3 separate regions of the Bombyx mori genome follow, and regions 1 and 3 are each linked to region 2. The links are chromatin contacts, called in public Hi-C maps. All regions are on one chromosome and are shown on one strand. Each heading gives the region's core, a stretch centred on a gene start, on an enhancer-like site or on the middle of the called end of the contact. The rest is flanking DNA. Distances are from core to core; before and after follow the strand shown. Region 1 overlaps LOC101742550 (eukaryotic translation initiation factor 4E transporter). Region 2 overlaps LOC101742265 (cytospin-A). Region 3 holds the start of LOC101742403 (protein suppressor of white apricot).

Region 1 (4,393 bases), core at 871-3,370, 100 kb before region 2:
TTGTACTAAGAAAAATTACAAGTAACAAAAGTTTGTTGCTCATTTTCTCAAAGTTAACAAATACATAATATCATATCCCCTTCGTCCACTCAAGTCTTCAATTATTAAGGGGTTGAGGATAAAGTTATTAGATATTACAACCCTTAAGGATATTTTATGATCCTCCTAAACTTGTACTCTTCATCTGCAATCATTTATAAGTTTCAAGCATCTCCGTCCGAGTAAACATCAAACAAAGGTTGTCAACCTCTATTTAATAACCATAATGTCTCCATTATCGGGTACAGTTCCAATCTCGATACGAGGTTATTATATTTATATTATTAACATTTTCTACTACGGCTGTTTGATTTTAAAAATTTGTGAACCTTTCGAATTCCGAGACATTCATATATTATGGTGACAACTACCGTTTATTTTTCTCTAAATAATATTTCTAGACTTTTACGTTTCATTTCACGCAGTGTCTTGAGGTTTGAGGCTGTTTAATCAATGTACCTTTTGCCAAAAAAATAAAAAAATGCTAAATTAAAAAAAACACTACACTGAGAATGTCTAATGTGTTCTATCTAATTCTCTCGCCGGTTGAATCCTATACATTTGTGTTTGTGTCTCTATGGACTTATTTTTTCGTTTCATCGAGTTCGAAATGACAACGATTCTAAAGAAGTTTCACTTCAAAAACCGTAAGAGTTGTTTTAATGACGTCTACGGTTCGTGAGAACACCAAGCTCGTTGCTCGACGAGGTTCCGGTACTGACCGTGCACGATCGCCTGAGCTTCGGGCCTCTGTAGCAGCTCGCGGTCCGAGGGCGTGATGACGGCTCCGTGGGCCGGCAGGTCCGGCGGCTGCTGCGGTCGCTGTTAACAAACATCACAACCATCAACAACAGTTTAATCACAGGAACCCGGACGAAGAAGAGGAAGAGGCAGACCTAAGAAATGGATGGATTGCGTGAAAGACGATATGTAATGTATGAAATGAGATAAGAAACAGCAAATTATTTTTTTTATATAATATCTAAATATATCAGTAATGATAACGAAGTGTGGCCGCTTTTTAGTATTAATAGTCCACTTAACATCCCCAAGTATTATCAATTACATACTTCCAAACTTTTCTTCTTCTTGTCCTTTATCCCATCCACGACGCGGAATGGGCGCAGCATGTCCTCTTTTTCCATTGAAGCCTATCCGTACGTCACCTCTGCGCTCAGAGCCCTCTCTCGCATATAGATATCGTCTTTCACGCAATCCATTAGTATTTTTAGGACACCCCTCCTCTTACGTTACCATCTGCTTATACATTACTTCTAAAGTACATATTTATTATAAAACATAATTATTGATTATTACTCACCATGGTATGGGCGGGATGCTCGTCAGTATTGGTCAGCTGAAATGAAATAATATTAAAATTTTGAAACGAATTAGTTGAGTTTTGTTGCAACGCGGAATTTTGGTTCGATAATGATGGAATCATCACAAAAAAAAAAGCTTTAAAATTAACAGTTAAAACTAAATACCTGTTGGACTTGTAAGAGCTTGTATAGGAGCTCTTGAGGTATATGCGGTTGTTGTTGTTGTTGTTGCTGAGCCTTCTGTTGTTGTTGCTGTTGCTGTTGTTGTTGTTGCTGCTGTTGCTGCTCCATGCTTTTATTCAGCATCTGTTTTAAATACATTTTTTTTTATTTCGTGATCACATTAACAATTCAGTTCTGAAGAGTTACAAATCTAAAATTCAGAGAAACTAATATAAGTAAGCAATATTGTTCAATTATTCATTATATTCTCTTCAGTACCTATAATTAAGTTAAAGAGAAAAAGTTCGATACAAAAACGCCTAACAGTACCTAGGTTATAGTATTTTGATAATAAAAAAATCACAATTAATATAATATAGTATTGGGTGTGAATGCGCACTTTCGAGTGCGTGCGTATGAGCGCGTGTGGGTGCGTGCACGTGTGCGTCCTTAATTTTGAGTGTGTAAGTTTGTGTAAGTGTGTGCATGTGAGTGCGTATTTCAGTTTGTGGAAATGAGTGTGTGCGCGTGAGTGCGTATTTGTTTGAGTAAGTCAGTGTGTGCGTGTGAGTGGATATTTCAGTTTGTGTAAGTGAATGTGTGCGTGTGAGTGCGTATTACAGTTTGTGTGAGTGTGTGCGTGCGAGTGCGTGCGTACGAGTGCGTGTGCGAGCGGGTGCGTGTGGTATACCTGCAGTAAGGTCATGGGTTGATGACGCGGAGGGTCGCCGGCTGCCACCGCGTGTCCGCCCGACACCTGCGCCAGCTGGAACAAACGTCGACACATCGTATATTACAAGTCGGACAATTGCAAAGCCAAAATTACATCAATACGGTTTAAGCCAACGAATGCAACTTTAGAAAGTAACATAAATATGCTTTCTAAGGTTTTACTTATAAACATCGTCGATCGTGTTTGAAATGCTAATGCAAAAGACTACCTACTATCAAATGTCGATATTAAATTGAAAATTTTTTTATACCTTAATTTAATATAATTTGATATTTGCTCTTGATTTTTATACCAAAATATTTATAGTTACCTCGTATTTAGGCAAAATTAAAATACGTTATACGAAACTCACGAGTCGTTTAAATGCAGTGAGATCGTGGTCGGGAACGTTGTGATGCTGTACCGGCTGCGGCCGAAGTCGAGCCTCCAACTCTTCGAGACTATGCACCTTGCCGCCAATCGATGTCGCCTCTGAAACATATTTACATATCACATATATTCTCCTCGCGTCGATAATCCTCAATGCTGAGGGTTGTGGCTTCCTCTAATCACTTCCTCCTGGATTATCCTGCGCCATTTCTTTTTTTTTATTACTTAGATGGGTGGACGAGCTTACAGCCCACTTGGTGTTAAGTGGTTACTGGAGCCCATAGACATGTACAACGTAAATGCGCCACCCACCTTGAGATATAAGTTCTAAGGTCTCAGTATAGTTACAACGGCTGCCCCACCCTTCAAACCGAAACGCATTACTGCTTCACGGCAGAAATAGGCAGAGTGGTGGTACCTACCCGTGCGGACTCACAAGAGGTCCTACCACTAGTAATGCACGCGCGCCGTTTTTTGTTATTAGTAGTAAGTTGAGAAGGTACCTGGGCGGGCGTCGTTGGCGCGCAGCAGCAGGTCGAGCAGCGAGGGGGGCGCGCGGGGCGGGGCGGCGGGCGCGATGGGCGCGAACACGGCCTCGCGCGGCGGCGGACTCTCCAGCTCTGCAACGCGACCAACCCCGCTCCACTATAACTACGATCTAAGACTACAAGTTTATAACACAGTACAATCTACTGGTGGTAGGACGTCTTGTGATTTTTTTTTCCTACCTAAGCTGATAGCCTTGAGAGGCTATATCAGCGTAGCCTTAACTAGTAGGGAGAGCTCACGTTCAAATACATGCAGGAACGGAACGGAACGGTATGGATGAATGTCAGATATGGAGCATGACTGAGTGAGAGAGACAGGAGATGTGGTTTAAGCATGACTGAGTGAGAGAGACAGGAGATGTGGTTGGAGCATGACTGAGTGAGAGAGAAAGGAGATGTCGTTGGAGCATGACTGAGTGAGAGAGAAAGGAGATGTCGTTGGAGCATGACTGAGTGAGAGAGACAGGAGATGTCGTTGGAGCATGACTGAGTGAGAAAGAGAGGAGGTGTCGTGTTAGAAAGTAAGAAAAACGGCGAATGAATGCGGAACACTTCGTTTTATTTCTTAAACGTGAGGATGGTAGTTACCGGACGCGGCGGCAAACAGGCGGGGTGTATCTCTAGAGACGTAAGACGTTTATATTTTAGTTACATAGATTAAGACGATTAAGACGAAATAAAAAATCAAGTTTGTATGAAGTCATCAACCGTTTCACTGGCCCAAACCTCAATAGAAAACCCCACATACAGTGTCAGCAGGGAAATGATACGCTTTTCACTAATCCACTTGTCCTTAGAAATAGATAGAAAAAAAAAAGATATTACCATCGACAATATTGTGGAGCAGTCTCTCGTAATGCTTGTCGTTTGTCGGACTCTCCCGTCTGAACCATTGACTAAAACGACTTCCGCCTTCGGTTTCGCTTCCGCCGTTCTAAAACGCACAAATGATTCGAATTAAATTTACATAAATATACAGACTTAGGATCCAGATTTAACATTGTTTTTAATTATTACTTCGCTAAAATATCATCCCCCCCCCTTCTCGTGGGTTTTGTAAAAGAGATTCCAGGGGATTCACCGGCGAATAGACAGCAGTTGTCCAAGTATTATATTAAGAAACTGCAATTATAATGCGCCGTATTGTAATGTATTCCTATTTTAAAATGAATTGGGTCACAGGCTTTACAATACGATCGAGGCATCAGACCTCACGTCTC
Region 2 (4,093 bases), core at 692-3,191:
TCAGGTTTGAGCCCCCTGAGCTCTCCTACTAGTTAAGGTTACGCTGATATAGCCTCTCAAGGCTCTCAGGTTAGGTAGGAAAATAAAAGAGTATAGTTACGAGCGCGTCGTCGTGCAGCTTGCGCGCGTCGGAGTGTGCGCGGTCGAGCTGGCGGTGCGCGTGCGCGAGGCGCTCGGCGAGGGCGTGCGCGCGCTGGGCGTGCGCCTCCGCATCCCGCCGCGCCGCCGCCGCCGCCGCCTCCGCCTCCGCCGCGCCCGCCGCCGCGCCCGCGCCCTCCGACAACTAGCCATGTCACGACACCAGATATTACCAGTCTGCTTACTGTGAGTGTTTTAACGTTCTCGCGTAAAAGTTAACTCAAATTTGTAAACAGTTGGACAGCGCCCTTAGCGCCAAACATAAGCAAATAATTAAATTCCATAGAATTTAGGGTTAACTTTTACGCTATCGAGAAATTTAAAAAACTCCCACTAAGGACACATTTGTTCGATTTATTTGTAAAACATCTCTTTGCATGTAAAGCGTTACTTATGTTTCTATTATTTTAAATACATTTGACAGTGTCATAGAAAGTGCTACACAAACCACACGTATTTTGACTATCTTTATCACTAGACTTATTAATTGTTTATTAACCTAATGAAATTAAAAGAGAGCGATGATCGGACTAAACAGCCACACTGAAGTGTCAGTAAAACTCTCAAGTTATTGCGACTAATTTTGTTATAACTCAGATGGGCTAAAAGGTCAAGTTACTGATGACCGTAATAGTTATATATAGGTACATAATTACTGTTTGATGGAGATCAACAAATTATCTGTTCAAAAGATTTTAACTGTTGATAGACTACATTTGATTTTGATCTTTGTGGTGTAGGCAGTATAAATAGTTTCCTACGGTACGGGATATGCAAATTTGCACTTTTCGAATTCGTGATCTCAATCTAAACATTTTCAATATTAAACTTAGAGAATCGTAAAGTTTTTTTTTTAATTTTTTAAGCAAAGCATGGCATACAAAATACGAAGTGGCAAGTGCTAGTAATGTGGTACTACTACAACCTAACCTAATCTAACCTAAGACATATTATATAATATGCAAAGAAAACTATGTTTTGTTTGTCATTTACATTTTTTTATTAAAATATTTTTCGTTATTAAAGCCGTTTGTATTACGTTTATTTAAATAAATAAAAAAATACTGCAACAACATCATTAATTTATTTGTATTCCAACTTTTCTTAATATATTCAATTCACATGTACCTAACTTTTGGCAAATGTGCACATTTACCGGTAAAAACAGGTAAAAGTGTACATTTCCCAACAGTGTACATTTACCGTAATATATATAAATAATTAATGATGAATTCCATTTGACAACCACCCTTTAACAACTCCCTATTCAAAGGTTCCAAGCTGGTCTGATCCAAACTTATATTTTGTATGCAGCGCCCCTAGCGACAAACGTACGCAAACGTTCCAATTCCATACAAATTTGAGTTAACTTTTACGCTATCGAGAACGTTAAAAAACTCGTACTAAGCACACTGAACGTGTACTGGCGCTTTATACTACGATTTGAGTGAAGCGATGTAAAAGTGCTGATGTGAATGCGCGCGTGCCCTGTACAATACATGACTCGTACATTCGGAAGCACCAACGTAGATCTCTGCGGTGCTGTAGACGAAGAGCGGTAGGCAGCGGCTTGGCTCTGCCCCTGGCATTGCTAAAAGTCCATGGGCGAAGGTAATCACTGGGGGCCTCAATCATCAGGTGGGCCGTATGCTCCTCTGCTTACAAGGGCAAAAATGTGTATGTGTGCAAGTCACAAACGGTAGAAGTGAAACTTATATAAAATAAGAATAATCGCAAGGGTCAACCACCACCCACTGCCTGCGCAGTGCACTGGAGCAGGCCCACCCTGGGGGACCACCTGCATGATCACGGTGTCTCTACGCCAGGTAAGTATAATTAAGCAAGAGAAACATGAGAACGTCTATTCAACTGTGTAACATCTTGTCATCACGATTCAGGAATTGTTGAATTTACGTGCAGCGACATCTGTTGATAACAAACTAAATAGAAATAATTGTAAATCATCTTTTATAGTATGAGCCCTCTGTGAATTGATATTTTAACTTCACGTTTCATTTTTTCGTTTCATCGAGTTTGAAATCACATCACAACGATTCTAAAGAAGTTTCACAAGTACAGAGATTATGGTCACTGTCCTGACCTTGGCTTTAGCGGCGTCGAGCAGGTCGGAGAGCGTGGCGACCTGGTGCTGGCGGGCGGCGGCCAGGTCCCGCGCCGCCTGCGCCTCCAGCTCGCTCTCGGCGCGCGAGCACTCCAGCGAGCTCTCCAGCGACCTGCCCCAGCACCACAACGGAACGTAACCTCACTGCTGGTAGGACGTCTTGTGAGTCCGCACGGGTAGGTCCCACCATCCTGCCTATTTCTGCCGTGAAGCAGTAACGCGTTTCGGTTTGAAGGGCGGGGCAGCCGTTGTACATATACTGATGATATGATGATACTCCAACGGTTGTCTTAGTGTTCAGACGGGAACGTGCGAGGATTTCGCGGCAGAAATGGAGCGGAGTCTGTTCCGCATACATCCCCGCACCGAGCCAGTGTGAAGGGGCTACCGGAGCCCATAGACATCTACAACGTAAATGCCGCCGCCCACCCTGAGATAGAGTTGAAAGGTCTCAGTATAGTTACAGCGGCTGCCCCACCCTTCAAACCGAAACGCATTACTGCTTCACGGCAGAAATAGGCAGAATCGTGGTACCTACCCGTGCCGACTCACAAGACCTCCTCCTACCACCAGTAATTTCACGAATTATAATTTTTGCGGGTTTGATTTTTATTACACAATGTACCTACACTTCACCGTGGAAGTCAATCGTGAACATTTGTTAAGTACGTATTTCATTAGAAAAATTGGTACCCGCCTGTGGGATTTGAACACCGGTGCATCGTTAGATACGAATGCACCGGACGTCTTATCCTTTAGGCCACGACGACCGCAAAGGGAGACGTCATATCAAATCGCCCTATTACTATGATGCATTAAGGGTCGGTTTAGTCCCAGCGTGTGCGTGCGACTCCCATCAACATCTCAACGTGAGGACCTCACCTAATCCTCTCACTGAGAGCTTCATTTTCTTTGGTTTTCTCTTCTAAACTCGTTTTCAGTTGACTTAACTCCTCTTCCAGCTGTTCCTGTTTGGTTAACAGATGCTTTCTTTCCTCCTGCGACATCTGCGGATAACGAATTGAGAGTCATTTTAAAACACAAGAAGTATATTTTATGATGATAATTGGCTCAAAGACTCAAACGATTTTCAGGACATGAGGTCGGAGGTATCTCAATTGTATTGCATATGTCCTTGTAGCGAAATGATGGCTGGTCTGCGGCAGACATAGAATGATGGTACTGATCCGTGTTGGCTTCCAAAACATACAACCGCTCGTGGGCGCGTAACTATGCACATTGTATGTGTAATAGTGCACATTATGTAATAAAACAGCATAAATCTTTGTTTAATGATATCCATAAATTATACAATTGATAAATCTGCATCAAACGCCACAAAAAAATCTCTATTGTTGAGATATATTTAATATTAAATTATAAAAATAATTCTCGTCAGCATAACTGTATTAGAGGGTATTCTTTCTTTTTTAAAGAGCCTCCACATCCTTCCATTACTATTTTTAAATATATTATAATTTTAAATGTATTATAATTTTAAATATTGCATACGAAATTCGATCTAGCATTTTCGACCTTACGTCACTGACGTTTAGAGTTTTAAAAAAAAAGCAAAGTCAACATTGAAGATGTTACCTTCAACATGGCGAACAGCTGTTGATCCGTGTCCCCGGGGACCAGGTTCACGGGTTCAATGCCCTCACGCAACAATAGCTCTTGTAGTGTGTCCACCTGCAAAAATATTTTATTACATGAAAACCAAAATTCCAATCAATTGACCTTATTTTCATAAAAGCATCTGTTAAAGAACACTATTTATCCTTACCATATTAAATAAAAGTATATATATTTGTATAATGTATTATAATATAA
Region 3 (4,588 bases), core at 1,635-4,134, 77 kb before region 2:
AGACATTAGAAATTTTAATTGATTGATAATTGCTTCCAAGCCCAGAGTGAATCTCAACTGTTATCCTTCTCCTCTATCTAAGTTTTTAATAATGACCAGAACAATTAAGTTACTATTTAATTACTGTGTACCCATTGTTACCATATAAAAATTAATTTGTAATGGAATATTTTATTTTAACTGATAGTGAATGATTTTCTTGAATATCTGCAGTATATTATTAAGAGGTTTCCAGTAGAATCCAAGGAGACACATTTCACCTCTTTAATAATCTTAATAGTTTTTTAATAAACTTTGTAAATCTTTACTGTGGCACTGACAAATTACCTAACAACATAAAAAAGACACTTTTAATTGATACCTGCCTCAAAAACAATCTACTTATTTAGCAACGGACACACGTAGAATCCTTAAGGAATGTAATATTTAAAATATTTTACCATAAGCATGTTTGTAGCTTGTTTTTTATTTTCACATATATTTATTCCTGGTGGCAGGGAGTATTGCACGCCCGCACAGGCAAATACCATCACTTACCTGTTTCTAACGTGAAGCAGTCATACTTTTTTCATTGAAACAACCGGGGCAGCTGTTATATGATACGATTGAGACTTGGATCTCATATCTCAAGGTTGAAAACGGCATCCACATTTTCATATATCTATTAAGTCTAGTAACTATTTAATATCAAGGGCACTGGTAGCTTGGTAACCAAGCTATGCAAGAAAAAGAAAGTGAGAGTGAGTTGGTGAGATTGTATGTCTATCAACTGGGCAACTACATGAAAGTACTTGCCCACCGCATTACTTCAAAGAAATTTTATAATAGTTTGATCTCGACTCAAGGTAACCAACTAAGACCAGGTTCTCCATGAGTCTATCCACAAATCCAAAGCAAATTATAAAAACAAATTAATCTGAATTGGACTTAAGAAAAAAGAATATAATATAAAAACTACAGGAATTTTTCACACAAACGAATAGGTTAAGTGGATAACTTGTATTTCATAGCTGCAATTGACTATGTGCATTCATTCCAACTATACAACCTGACAAAATCTAATAAGAACTTGCTGTATTTTTTTGTGTACAAAATGGAACATGTTGGCCAACTAGATTTATTAACAAATGCTGTAGAATTAATAGATTTATTCTGTTATTTTTATTTAATATTATTATAAACTTATGCTTACAAACATGCACAATATGAAATGAAGTTTACTGTAAACTTCACACTGTTCAATAAATTATCATATTTAGACATTTTAATTTTTCTAATAACATATATTTAATCATACTTATCATTCGTGGTTTCACACTAAAATGCAATATTAGTAATATTATAAATTAGTCCTTGAACGTCAATAATGATCGAAATGGTAATTTTTCATATTAAATATACTTAAAAAATGAGCATTTTTAAAGAAGCAGATAGGAGTGCATTTTCATAATTTTCTTTAGTATCAATAATGAGTACAGTCTGCGTATTTATATGGTACCAAGAAAGAACTGGAGCATAACTTAATGCAGTGTAAACACTATCAAAGTGACACAGTTGACCTACTTTGAATATAACTGTTTTGATTTGATTATGAATCTAATAGTAATAGCATGTTTACTTTTTTACGAAGAGGTTTTTACTTTTCATGTTGTCGAGAAGTTAAGCAAAACAAAAATCCAGAAATTTCAGTTAGGGCTTCAAAAAAATCGTTACAAATCGTACTTTTATCTTAAATTATGAAGGTAGGTTCGTAGATTTTTATTTGAATTATGTTGTAGGGTGTAAAAAATACTCACCCTGCTGGTTTGAGCCATCCTTCTGTTTTTCGTCATTTGGTTTCTCCTTCAGTGAAGACAATAGGTTTACAGCTGACATAGCTAGCAATCTTCCTCACAAAGTTATTCAGTCTTCTTTCAATATATTAAATCTATTAAAATTCTTTAACAACTATACAATATTTACAAAATTGTTCATGAAACTAAACTATAGCCTAAAGTATTGTTTATATCACAGACTTTTCGTTTTTCAACAATACGGATCAAAACGTCCACGCACTTAAATACTTTCAATAATAATTATGTGACTCTAGATATAATAAAATTATTTACACATTAAAAACTAACGTTTACAATCTAATTTTAACAAATACGCTCTAGCGGTCACAAGATACTCATAACTAAAATAATTTATCAGTTTTCGATGCAAAAATATATAAAACGTCCGCCATATGCCTTTTGAAAATATAGATTAACCTGGTAAACTAAAAGTCAGTACCGAATACGTGTCCAGATAGAACACAAGAATACGTTTTATTTGATGAGGTTATATCCAGTTGCCACTACTTTTGTTTAGGGTCATTTTTTTGAGAATGTAACCAAATAAATTGTATACCTATTATATCGATCAAATATATATGCTGTTACAACTTTATAAATATATTTAAATATTAAGCAGATCTAATTACCTACTAAAATATAAGATTCCGTAGAACACTATTTATATATTTAACAAAAAAATAATCCAGTACTCTTTCCTTACTCGTTCTTTATCTTGAAAAGTGTTGTTATTCTGAAATGGTAAATGGACTTACGACCAATGCAGTGTTAAGCGGTTACCAAAGCCTTAGCAAGAGTGTGGAAAAATGATACAAAATCACGGAACATGGCTTTTCAAGTTCAATTATAAAATCCTTTTAACTTTTAGATTACCACCATTTTATTGACTGATTTATTTCATCTCATCGAATATTTACAATGTTGTTTTATTTTACCTTGTAAGTTGTAATATTTCGTATCATTTAATATTTAGTTTGATTTCGTTCATTTCTGGTCTCTGTTTTTATACAATAAATATTCCGTTGGCCTTTGTTTTGAAAGATTGAACTCTATCAGCCTCTTTTCCTTTGCATGTATAACAAATCAATCAAATAAAAATTATAATTGCCTAATGTCACTGATTGTGGCTCAATGACGGTATGACAGCGTTGTGTCCATTATTGTTGAAATGCTCACGGAAAATTATCAAAAATGGCATCAAAATGGACTAGACGTCGTAGTGAAGCCGGTATATTAAGAAAGAATGAAATCAATGAGAAAAAAGAAGAGTTACTCGTGTTCGGCTATTCATGCAAAATATTCAGGGACGATGACAAAGCTTTGTTCATTGATCAAGGGAAACACCTCATTCCGTGGATGGGGGATGAAACGTTGAAAATCGACAGGTTCGATCCGTTTTTTACTATCAGACTGCTAACTGTGGTGCTAAAACCATAAAAAACGATAATAATTTGTCAGAATGTAATAAAATTTTGGAAGACTTATAAGATTTTCGCAGAGGATGATGAGTAAAGCCTACAGCGGGACGGGACTTAGACAGGGGCGCGGGCCCGTCGTGGTGACGTCTTTTCTTATGGTGACACTCTCCGGTGGTATGTATAACTTACAACGGAATAATTGAGTATGTATAAAAATGTAATCTAATTGTTTCACATGCGAATGATGTTACCATAGTTTATTATTAAAATTTTGATTATGGTTACGTTGTATATGCTGTTTATAGTATTAAAAACGAAGTGTATTTAGTATAAATCTACAGTTGAAATAATTTATGTAATTTACCGGTAACAATGAAACTTCCAATGGATGTACTGAAAGCTAAAATGTCATTCAACATAGGAAATAAAAATTGGAAATTATATTAAAAACCTCACATTATTTGCAGGTCTAATGACAAGATAGTTCATGGATTATCATGCTATTTATGTGAACAGGTATGATGCAAGAGGAGCCCTACACGATGTGTCAGCATTGGAAGCCCCGCCGGGAGGATACGACTGGCGGGTGGAGTTAACAAAATCTGAGCTTGATGTGGAGCAACTATGCGATGATGAACGTTACCGAGCTCTATACACAAATGAAGATGAAGAAGAAATGTACAAAGGTAAAAGCACCTTAGAGATTATTTTGCAATGTCTTATCTGTATTGTTAATAAATTTGACTGCTATAGTATTTTAAGTTGTGAGTTGTATTCATAACCAATTTTATATATTTCTTACTTTTTATTACTTCTTGAAGTGTCTAAAGTTGTTTCCTGAGAGTACCAGAAGGTACTGGAGGTAATAAGGGAGTCTACAGGACCATTTAACCTATTTTCTAATAGGTAAAAGACTCCATTATTTAAGACCATGGGTGGTAGGAATCTTACATCATATCACATCACAGTCTGCTTTTGAGGCAAGAAGGTTACAAAAATAAAATCCTAAATAATTTTAAACAGAGGAAGAACTGAAGCGTCTCCATGCGGCTGGTTACGGACAAGTTGGTTTCAATTATGATACATTAGCTCCACCTAAGCCACCCGCGAAGCCAGTTGAGGTAGATGAACCATTTGTTCCGTCTTCAACTCTTGAAACTCTGCTACCTGAAGATGTTGTTTTAGTAAGTATAATTTTATTAATTTCAATTGCTATTGAATCTCAATAATTGGACAAGATAATATTTACTATTAATGTCACATGATTCATTACATGTTTAATATAGAGTGCATTACTGTATTTACGTACTAAGAAGTATACAGACATAATGTAAG

The links. Hi-C and Micro-C count contacts between places; a contact is called where the count stands out from the background.
Region 1: a contact with region 2 is called in a Hi-C map of middle silk gland, with 2.3 times the contacts expected there. The contact joins two enhancer-like sites. A contact is called at or near these places in 3 of 7 Hi-C or Micro-C datasets (middle silk gland, posterior silk gland and whole pupa).
Region 3: a contact with region 2 is called in a Hi-C map of whole pupa, with 2.3 times the contacts expected there. The contact joins the promoter of LOC101742403 here to the enhancer-like site in region 2. A contact is called at or near these places in 4 of 7 Hi-C or Micro-C datasets (middle silk gland, posterior silk gland and whole pupa).

What each region holds. Positions count from the first base shown.
Region 1 is chr16:3,364,366-3,368,758 of ASM3026992v2, forward strand. LOC101742550 (eukaryotic translation initiation factor 4E transporter) reads right to left here. Exons shown (of 26, transcript XM_062672939.1): 11 at 3,999-4,107; 12 at 3,129-3,245; 13 at 2,609-2,727; 14 at 2,215-2,289; 15 at 1,527-1,667; 16 at 1,361-1,396; 17 at 762-861. The region is part of intron 4 of LOC105842061 (a long non-coding RNA gene); the gene reads left to right. Among protein-coding and RNA genes, the nearest start is that of LOC101742695, 22 kb to the left of the region's middle. Within about 2 kb of position 2,121, at least 3 of the 8 cell types and tissues checked have open chromatin away from gene starts, as enhancers often do.
Region 2 is chr16:3,468,975-3,473,067 of ASM3026992v2, forward strand. It overlaps LOC101742265 (cytospin-A), which reads right to left. Exons shown (of 25, transcript XM_038016558.2): 11 at 3,857-3,952; 12 at 3,143-3,267; 13 at 2,240-2,372; 14 at 101-283. Among protein-coding and RNA genes, the nearest start is that of LOC101744641, 36 kb to the left of the region's middle. Within about 2 kb of position 1,942, at least 4 of the 8 cell types and tissues checked have open chromatin away from gene starts, as enhancers often do.
Region 3 is chr16:3,391,523-3,396,110 of ASM3026992v2, forward strand. LOC101742403 (protein suppressor of white apricot) reads left to right here and starts at 2,885. Exons shown (of 13, transcript XM_038016211.2): 1 at 2,885-3,220; 2 at 3,770-3,939; 3 at 4,277-4,437. The coding sequence starts at 3,027. It overlaps LOC101742550 (eukaryotic translation initiation factor 4E transporter), which reads right to left and starts at 2,261. Exons shown (of 26, transcript XM_062672939.1): 1 at 1,797-2,261. The coding sequence starts at 1,875.